Regions from separate parts of the Mus musculus genome. Here region 1 is linked to region 2. The links are chromatin contacts, called in public ChIA-PET maps. All regions are on one chromosome and are shown on one strand. Each heading gives the region's core, a stretch centred on a gene start, on an enhancer-like site or on the middle of the called end of the contact. The rest is flanking DNA. Distances are from core to core; before and after follow the strand shown.

The links. ChIA-PET counts read pairs in DNA pulled down with a chosen protein or histone mark.
Region 1: a contact with region 2 is called in an RNA polymerase II ChIA-PET map of memory CD8 T cells, with 14 read pairs. The contact joins two enhancer-like sites. A contact is called at or near these places in 3 of 39 promoter capture datasets (frontonasal cranial neural crest, liver and stem cell-derived epiblast-like cells), 1 of 484 Hi-C or Micro-C datasets (CD4 T cells) and 1 of 115 datasets of contacts at active chromatin or transcription factors (memory CD8 T cells).

Annotation. Positions count from the first base shown.
Region 1 is chr9:42,425,285-42,430,089 of GRCm38.p6, reverse strand. All of the region lies in intron 7 of Tbcel (tubulin folding cofactor E-like), which reads left to right. Among named protein-coding and RNA genes, the nearest start is that of Tecta, 28 kb to the right of the region's middle. Within about 2 kb of position 1,894, at least 81 of the 459 cell types and tissues checked have an H3K27ac peak or open chromatin away from gene starts, as enhancers often do. A contact at or near this core is called in memory CD8 T cells, where this site is marked.
Region 2 is chr9:42,030,165-42,034,506 of GRCm38.p6, reverse strand. Sorl1 (sortilin-related receptor, LDLR class A repeats-containing) reads left to right here. Exons shown (of 48, transcript NM_011436.4): 19 at 851-942; 20 at 2,592-2,838; 21 at 3,490-3,628. It overlaps Gm16214 (predicted gene 16214), which reads right to left. Exons shown (of 5, transcript NR_165259.1): 3 at 2,746-3,190; 4 at 441-1,161. Among named protein-coding and RNA genes, the nearest start is that of Gm16214, 9.7 kb to the right of the region's middle. Within about 2 kb of position 1,861, at least 41 of the 459 cell types and tissues checked have an H3K27ac peak or open chromatin away from gene starts, as enhancers often do. A contact at or near this core is called in memory CD8 T cells, where this site is marked.

The sequences.
Region 1 (4,805 bases), core at 645-3,144, 400 kb before region 2:
ACCTGCTGCTGGCGACAGTGGTGCTCTTGAATGGTGTCCAGTTGGATTTCCTGTACCCTGACTTCAGTACTGTCTCTCCTAGGTCAGTTCCCTGAACCCTTCCTTCTCTCTGGGTTTCCTGCCTAATGTTAATTAGACATGAAGTCAGTCTTCTTCACTTAGACACGCGAGGAAAGTGACCCAGGTTGTCTCTGTAACATGTGAAGGGCCATGATGGTGGGCTGAGGGTCCCTGAGGACAGCAGAGTTGTTTTCTCCACACTGTTTGGTTGTGATTGGTCATCTTACAAATGGAACTCCTTAAGGACAATCCAGAGATCTGCGATCTGTTTACCTACCCTAGAATAAACCATTTTGGGCAGAGAAGGGAGCCATACCTCGGTGTTGTGAATGTGTCTTCTAAGAGTACAGTAATTGCCTGTGGGTGCTCAGTTACCCTTGTCATTGTCGTCTTTTGCTGGGTGGAGCCTCCTTGCTGTGGCTGCTCATGGCAAATAACTGGCCAGCATGGAATGGAGTCTCCCAACATAGGCTGTGTGTTTATTTACTTTCTGAAACAACCAGAGAAGAAAAGCCTCTGTTCTCTGTCTCTTGGCCTTTGAGCATCCCTGAGTTGGCTCTGCTGGTCAATAGGCTTCCTCTGTGCCTTGTCTCCCAGTGGCTCTTGGAGCAGTGGTGTCCTGTTTCATAGTAAGTCGAGTGTGTGCTGCAGGTGGCTGGAAAGATGTCCTCTCCTGGTGGATCATGTTTCAGTTACGGGATTCTCCTGCTTCACCAGGAGAACTTCGAGGAACTGACTCTAGATCCTAGCTGGGGTCCAGGGGACATTTTAACTTATTAACTGAGAACTTGCTATAAACCAAACGGCACTGGACTAGAAACTGGGGGTACAGGGATAAACTGCACTGGACTAGAAACTGGGGGTGCAGGGATAAACTGCGGTGTGTGAGAGGCTTGCTTTGGAGCTAAGCTGGAGACCCTTTCCTTCGCTGGGTCCTGACCTCTTGACTTCCAGAGACTAAGTTCCCAGGCCTTTCTTCCTTGCACCCCTCTTCCTGCACCTGTCCAGTTCTTACTTATAGCCATTCCTATGGCTCTAGATGCCACCTGTGTGGGGTAGCTGTAATCAGTGATTGTAATGATAAATAAACAGTAGATGTAATAATGACTGTAACTGAGGGTCAGGTCAGGGATGGATTACCCTGACCTGGTGTTTCCAGTTGTCAGCTTGACACCTCGCCTGGATGATGAAACTGTGTCTGAGATCAGACGTCCTCTCCACACACACAGTCTTCCTCCACACTCACCCCTCCCCCCTCCTCGCCCCTTCCATTCCTGCTCTGAGAATGATGGAGTCACTCAGGGTTTATTTCTCCCTGTTCTCTGTGGAGACCATCTGGGTTCTTTTTCTTTTGAAGTTAGATTTTCACAGACTCCATAGATGGCTTCAAACTTCCGTCTGCTGCGTTCTCAAGTCCCAATCTTCACACTGTCTTGCCTGTTCTGTTAATGTTACAGCAGCCAACACAAAGTCAGGTTTATATATTTCAAACAACAGAAGCAGGAACCTGCTTGCTGGTGACCAGCTGGCTCTCTGTCACCTCAGGCTCTGGCGCTCTCTCGCAGTTTGGACTGCACCAAGCAGGCTGCCTGTGTGGCTTTCTCTCTTGCTCTCACCTTATTTGAGGTTCTTCATCAGCACCCCCTAGCTAAGATGGCATACCTTGGCTCCTATTATTCCCTTAGCCCACTTTGATCTCACTTGTCTATTACTGGACTTGATTTGTATTGTGTTGTCTGTCCATTTGTATGTCAGTGTCTTCACGCCTCCCACACTTGGTACTGTCTGCTGGGTGGAACAGCAGTGTTTCCTGTTCGGGGCCTTCCTTCCTCCCCAGGATCCAGACGTTGCCTGGCAGTGTAGCACTGCTCAGTATATGACTGTGCTCATGAGGAAGCCGGTTAGGTCAGGCAAAGGGCCGCCCTATCCTAGAAAGCATTTGTGCTAGCCTGGTCAAGGTGAGGGGGTTATTCTGAATGGAAGTAGTGGAGGTAAGAGAGGAGACAGCATGGCTGTGGCACTTGCTGTTCTTTCTTACTGTGGTAGGAAATTGCTGGAAGTTTGATGGGGGGCTGTGGGGATTTCAAAGGGTGGGCTTGGGTTCTGGTTATAAGGAGGGCCTGAGAGAGACCTGGAGAGCAAATTGCTCATTGAGACTATAGGAAACAAGGCTGACTCTAGACACTGAAAGAGGATGCCTGCTTTGGGCTAAATTATAGAATTTAGTCCTGGGGAAACACATTGCGCATTTCTGCTTGTTTTTGAGTATTTACAGTCACGATCCCTCTAGGGCAACGCAACCATCTTTCAGGATGGCGGGAGCCTCCACACTTAAAGCCCAGCACATGTGTCATTACTGCTTTGCCCTTAACTGATGCCAATCACACTGCTTCTGTTTATGAGTTTCCCTTCATCTTGCCTTTGCTTTCTCTCTCCATCTCCTCTGAGAGATTGGATGTAAATTGCTTCTTTAGCGCTGAGCTAATATGTAGTCCTGTTTAATTTTAAAGAGAGAAAAAACAAAAGGAAGCAAGTTCCTCTAGGATCTCAACCTGATTGTATCTTTGGGGGTTCAGTGGCTTCTTGATTTTGAGCGCAGTGAGTGACCTAGCTGATTTGAGGTGTCCCTTTCTTGAGACCTTAAAATTTCAAACTTTATCAAACGAGTTATAAGAGCCATGGTTCCAGAGGACAGTGCCGATGGACCAGTGGACAGAGGAGTGCTGCTGTCAGAGACCAGGGGTAAAGCTTCCTTAAGCTTTGCTTTGCTTTCACTCTCCCCAAAGCTGTGTCCTGAGGGATGCTTGAGCTCTTGGGACAGCTTCTTTAGAATGTCAAGGATTAGGCGCCCAGTTCCTCGAGTGCTTGCTTAGTGTCACCAACGGCATGCTTTGTGAAGTATGGAGAGTGGCTTTTCCTGCTAGAGACTCATGGCTCTTCTTAGCTGAGTTGATTGTATCTCCTGTGATTGTGAGGCAGGGCAGCAGGCTGTATTTGGACACCACCCCAATGAAGGCCCGTTTTGTCTCCAACACTGGAGGAATCCTAGCGCACTGTGTCCCTTCCCTCATATTCCTTCCACACAGAGGACCTGCTGTTGTGAAGAGCATTCTTCGCCTGGACACAGGTCTCCTGGGGTTCTCGGCATTGCCAAGCTCCATCATCCTCTGTCAGGGTGGTGACACAGCACTGCTCACATTCATCTGGGAGTCTGATGGGAGACAAAAGGGGCTTTCTCCTCCCAGCTCCTCGGAGACCCTCTGAAATGTTAGCTTTCCCTGTGACCTGCAGGCTTTGTCATGCCAGTCACCCAGGCCTTGCTTCTGACTTCTTGCCTCTTTCTCAGCCTCGGCCCAGCAGGAGGTAGCTGCCTTCCTAATCTCTAAAGCAGATACAGAGGAGGATTTCAAAGAAGAGGCACAGTGAGGCCCCCCAAGTGCTTCTGGTCTTGGAGACACTGTCTTTCTTCTCTGAACTTTAGCCTTGGCCAGAACAAGTAGCCAGCTTTGCCTTTTTGTTGTTGTTGTCTTGTTTGTTTAATTTTTAAAAATGAAAAAAATTAATAAGAATAATAAGATACTATTTTCCTGTATTTATAGCTAATGAGTTTATTTTTCACATTATTTTATTTTAATTAAAAAGAAAGACTATTTCAGGAAAAATGGGGTGCTTAAGCCTTACCGCTTATCCTCTTTCTCACTCTAGGAGGTCACCAGAGCAAGAATACCTTTAAAGATGTGTTTTATTTTGTAACTGTGTGTGTGCGTGCACACCCAAGTGCAGGTATGTGTGCATGCACACCCAAGTGCAGGTATGTGTGCATGCACACCCAAGTGCAGGTATGTGTGCGTGCACACCCAAGTGCAGGTATGTGTGCATGCACACCCAAGTGCAGGTATGTGTGCGTGCACACCCAAGTGCAGGTGCCCGCAGAGGCCAGAGAGTTGGTCCGATCCCCCTGGAGCTGGAGTTTTGGCAGGTTTGCACTCACATCCTCTGCAAAGCTCGTAAGTATACATAACTGTTGTGCCATTGCTCCAGCTCCTCAGGTCAGAAACCTGGTGTACATAAATCTTTGGTATCTCTTTAAAATCAACAACAACATAGAAAGTAGGGCTTACACTTCTGTGTCAATGACATATCTTCCCATGGTCTTTTCAGTTTCTGTTTTGTTGGAAACAGTATTAAACTTGAATGCCAATCTTTTACACTATGGCTTACTCTTTAAAATTTACTTTATACCCAGGAGTGGTGGCATACACCTTTGATCTCAGCACTCTGAAGATAGAGGCAGGTGGGTCTCTGAGTTAGGCCAGCCTGGTCTACAGATCAAGTTCCAGGACAGTCAGGGCTGTTACACAGAGAAACCCTGTCTCAAAAGATATGTGTGTGTGTGTGTGTGTGTGTGTGTGTGTGTGTGTGTGTGTGTGTGTGTGTTTTCCCCACCATATCTCCCTCCCAGCCTCTGAATTCTTTTTTTGTTTTGATTTTTACTATGAACTCTAGTTGGTGCTGGTCATGTGTGCATGAGTGTAGGGTGATCCGCTGGGACATGGAAACCTACTGGAGCGGTAGAGGACTACATCCCTGACCAACTGATACTCCCTTCTCTGATCACTTTGTGAGCCCTTCTCCCATCCTTGATGTAGTTTGGCTGGCTTCAGTATGTGCTGGTCTTATGCGCGCGGCCACAGCTGCTACTTACTCTGATCACGTTAAAGGGGACATTTTCTCCTATCTGATGG
Region 2 (4,342 bases), core at 612-3,111:
GAGGATCAAGATTTTGAGGGCAGCCTGGGCTACATAGTAAGTTAAAAGACCAGCTGGAGATACACAGAGATCTTGTCTTAAAGCAAACAGAAACCACACAAAGGAAGCAGCTCAGTGGAAAGGAGACAAAGAAACCTGTCCTTCTGCTAAGAACAGGAAGCAAGTCTCTCGATCGATCGTGTGCTTGGGGAGTGGATAACGTGGAGAGGGAAGAGAGTGGGGAAGCTTCTGGGGACTCCCGAGTTGAGCCTGATGCCGGAGGGGAATCCTCTCAGGACCCTGGCAGAAGTGGTTGGCATATAGAGTCGTTCTGTCAGCCCTCCAAATCTGTGGTTTCATATCCACGAATCGAAAATAGTAAAAAACAAAACAAAACAAAACCAAGACAGTACTGAGTGTGCAGACATCTTTTCCTGTTGTTCCATTCCTGAGCAACTCACCTACTACTTAGCACCAGCACTGTCGTGGGAATTACAGGTGATCTAGGGGTGGCTTAGAACAGGCAGGAAGCTGTGTGAGGGTTGTATGCAAGCACTGAAGCGTTCTTGGACTCCAAGGGACCACAACAGTCACCTTTGCGCAAGTTGTCATGCTCCGGGGTTGGCGTCAGAGAGCACACAGCTCTAGCTGCTCCTTCGGCCCACGTGGGAATTATCTCAGCCAGGGACACGATGAGTGCCTTCTGATTGGGAATCAAGGCGGGCTCCCCAGTGGTTCTAGAATGAGACCCGGGAGTAGAGGGCAGGTGTGGAGAGTGTGCCAGAGGCAGGGCCCCTGGAGGGCTTTGGTTTTGTGGGCTTTGTAAGGAATTTAGATCTCTCTCCTTCCCCCACCCCCTTTGTTTTGTCAGGTAGCTAATCCAGATGGTGACTTCCGACTGACAATCGTCAATTCCTCTGTGCTTGATCGACCCAGGGCTTTAGTCCTTGTACCCCAAGAAGGGTAAGTGTTCCTTACGGGGAGTCAGCGTCACGCCCACTGCTGTAAGAGATGCTCATGAAAGTGAAAATGTGAGGCCAGGTTTCTGCTTCTGGTGATCATGGGGGAGATAACCTGTTGACTGAGGCTCTTGAAGCCATAGCTTGCTTGTCGTGGTCCGATAACTCTGTGTGTTTCATTAGAAAGCATCCGACTCTCTTATGGTCTCCAGATGTCTCACATCTGTGGGGTGTTTCAATAGAAAAGGTAACATGAAAGAGAGTCTTTGTAAACCAGTCAGGCCACTGATAAATTGTAAGGATTTTTTTTTTTTTTAATCTCGAGTTCCGTGAATCTCACAAACATTTAATTCGACCAGTCACTCTCACACACAGAACTCCCAGCGTGTGCAAGTTTTCTTACTTAAAATTACTGTGCACTTGGGGTACGCACGACTGCTTTTCACTAACTCCTTCATCACAGCAAAAATTACTAAGAAGGAAATGCTGTGCTAGCTTTTCTTTCTGTGTGTATTTATGATTGAGAATTAACACTATTCTTAAAAGGACACTCTAAAAGAAATCTATGGGCTTGGTTGCAGATATTAAAAGAGAAGACCTTGAAAGGATGCTTAAGTCTGCCCTGTTCTCATTCGTCACCCTTCATCCTCCTACATCCTCGGGATGCAATCACATCACTGTTACGTAATAGTCAGCATTACTCATGCATAATAGCCACAATTAATTTTTTGCTTGCATTATTCAGAGTCTTTTTACTGGTGTTCAATCATGATCATTAAATACAGCGCCCCTTAGTGACACACACGACTTGTCAGATAGAATCAGTCTGTTTGTGATTTCCTGCCAGTCAGCGGACATGCACATTGAGTGACAGCGGCTTATCAGAGCACACACAGCGGTTTAGTTGCTTCGGTAAGAACATGGATGAAAACCGAGGTGGCAGGAAGGAGTTTATTTTGCTCGCAGGTTATACTCCCTCCCTGAGGCAGTCTGAGGTAAGAACTGAAACAGAGACCACACTTACTGGATTGCTCCCAGTGGCTTGCTCAGCCGGCTTCCTGCCCAGGGTGGTACTGCCCACAGAGGTTTGGACCCTCCTGTATCAATCATGAATCCAACAACAACAACAACAACAACAACAACAACAACAACAACAACAACAACTGGCCCACAGATTTTCTCCAGGCCAGTCTGATAAAGGCAGTTCCTTAATTGAAGTTTCTCCTTCTGAGGTGACTCTAGTTTGTGTCATTGTCAAAAACTAAGTAGCACATACAATAGATAGATTTCAAACTATTTTGGATACAATATTCTGGGGGCATTGCAGTAGGTATATTCTATTGTATAATACTACATATCACTTCCTCTGCCAATTAGCATTTAGATTAGCATGCATATATGTGGATCTCTTTGTATAGTATTGGAATAATGTGATTATAGGCAGACTTCAGTAGGTGAATTTTTGAGTCAAGTTCAACTACATTTCTGAATGAATCTCAAATATAGATGGTAGTAATAATGAGTGACTGCATGTCAAATATAGACAGGCAGTAGTGATAATGATGGCTTTGAGAGGTTACTTACCTCTGAGACGTAGAATCAAGGCTGGCCTGTGTCGTTCTGATGAGATTGTGTGGTCCCTGTATTGACCAGGGTGATGTTCTGGACTGACTGGGGGGACCTGAAGCCTGGGATTTACCGGAGCTACATGGACGGCTCTGCTGCCTACCGCCTTGTGTCAGAGGACGTGAAGTGGCCCAATGGCATCTCTGTGGACAGCCAGTGGATCTACTGGACGGATGCTTACCTGGACTGTATCGAGCGCATCACTTTCAGTGGCCAGCAGCGTTCAGTCATCCTTGACAGCCTCCCACACCCCTATGCCATCGCTGTCTTTAAGGCGAGTCCTCACGCGCAGTCTGCCAGAGACGGGGAAGCACGTGGCTAGGCGGAGAGCTGAGGCCTGTTGGGCTGTTGCAGTTGGCCAGAGGCCTTAAAAACGCCGTGCCTTCAAATCTGCACAGACTTGTTTGCATCCTTCATGGAGAGATGTAGGCTTCTACCACTGCTTACGTTTCAAAAGGTTGGAGGTTGAGGTCTCCTCCTCTGAGTGAATCTCTTTCCTTTTCAGGGCCTGTGGCCTTGTTTCAGTTTCGCATCTTCATCCCTTGCTTCTCTCCCTGCTGACTGATGCTGTGTGCCATCTATATAACCTTCCAGTCGTTCTCACCCTAGGGAGCAAATGCATCTACCTAGAATGGAGAAACATATTTCAAAACTAAGTCACCCTCCCTCTCCCCCCCATCCCCCACACACACCATGGTCCAACTAAATGAGTACTAGATAGCCTTTTCTAGGTCATTTCTTCCTGAGGGCCGTTGGTGAGGTTTCAATAAAACCACTGACATTTGCACTTAAGTGAAACTTTGACTCGGCCTGTTATTCAGTAATTATCTGTTGTCCCTGCGTAGTGGTGGGATGGAGTGCCCCTTGTCTTCATGAAGTGTCCCGAAAGCAGGACCATTGAACTAGATTAAACATTTCTCTTTAGAATGAGATCTACTGGGATGACTGGTCACAGCTCAGCATCTTCAGAGCTTCGAAGCACAGCAGATCCCAGGTGGAGATTCTAGCAAGCCAGCTCACGGGCCTCATGGACATGAAGGTTTTCTACAAGGGAAAGAATGCTGGTAAGGCCGTGTCCCCTTCTCTCTCTCTCTCCCCAGACTTGGTCTCTAGAAAGGGGCTGCAAATGGGCAATCCCCGCTCAGAGCAGGATCTGGCAGTGTGCCTCTCTGTTGTCACAACAACATGCACATTATTTAATTTCTTCCTAATGGCATCTTAATTTCTTTTCTAATGATACACAAACAGCTGGAAGACAGGGAGTCCTGCCTGCCTGGAGTGCGGGTGCTTAGTGAGTGATTACCAGTCTTCCTGCCCTTGGCTCCTCAGTGATGGGTGGGATGGGCTTTTGGGTCCAGCCGCAAAGAGAGGACCATAATGTGCTTAATCTTTGGCACGTTCACAAGGAATGGCGCATGCTGGGTTCTCAGATGCTTGCTTGCCCAGCTGCTTCGGTGTCCATTGAACATACCTACTTCTGTGGCCACACTGTGTGCAGGCTTTTTTCATTCATGATCCACGCTGAATGTGTGAACCTCAGGAAATGAATGTCTTGTTTTCTCTTCTCAATGTTTTACCAGTGCCTAGCACTTAGTAGGTGTCTAGTTTTTCTTCGTGGAAAGAAGGGATGAGCAGAGTTTATTTTTATGTAGAAAGGAATTCTCACCTTGCAGCTCAGACTAGCCTGAAACTCACTGTGGAGCCCAGGCCAGCCCCCCACCCCCCCTGCCTCAGCCTTCCAAGTGCTGGAATTACAGGTGTGAGCCATCATGTCTGAT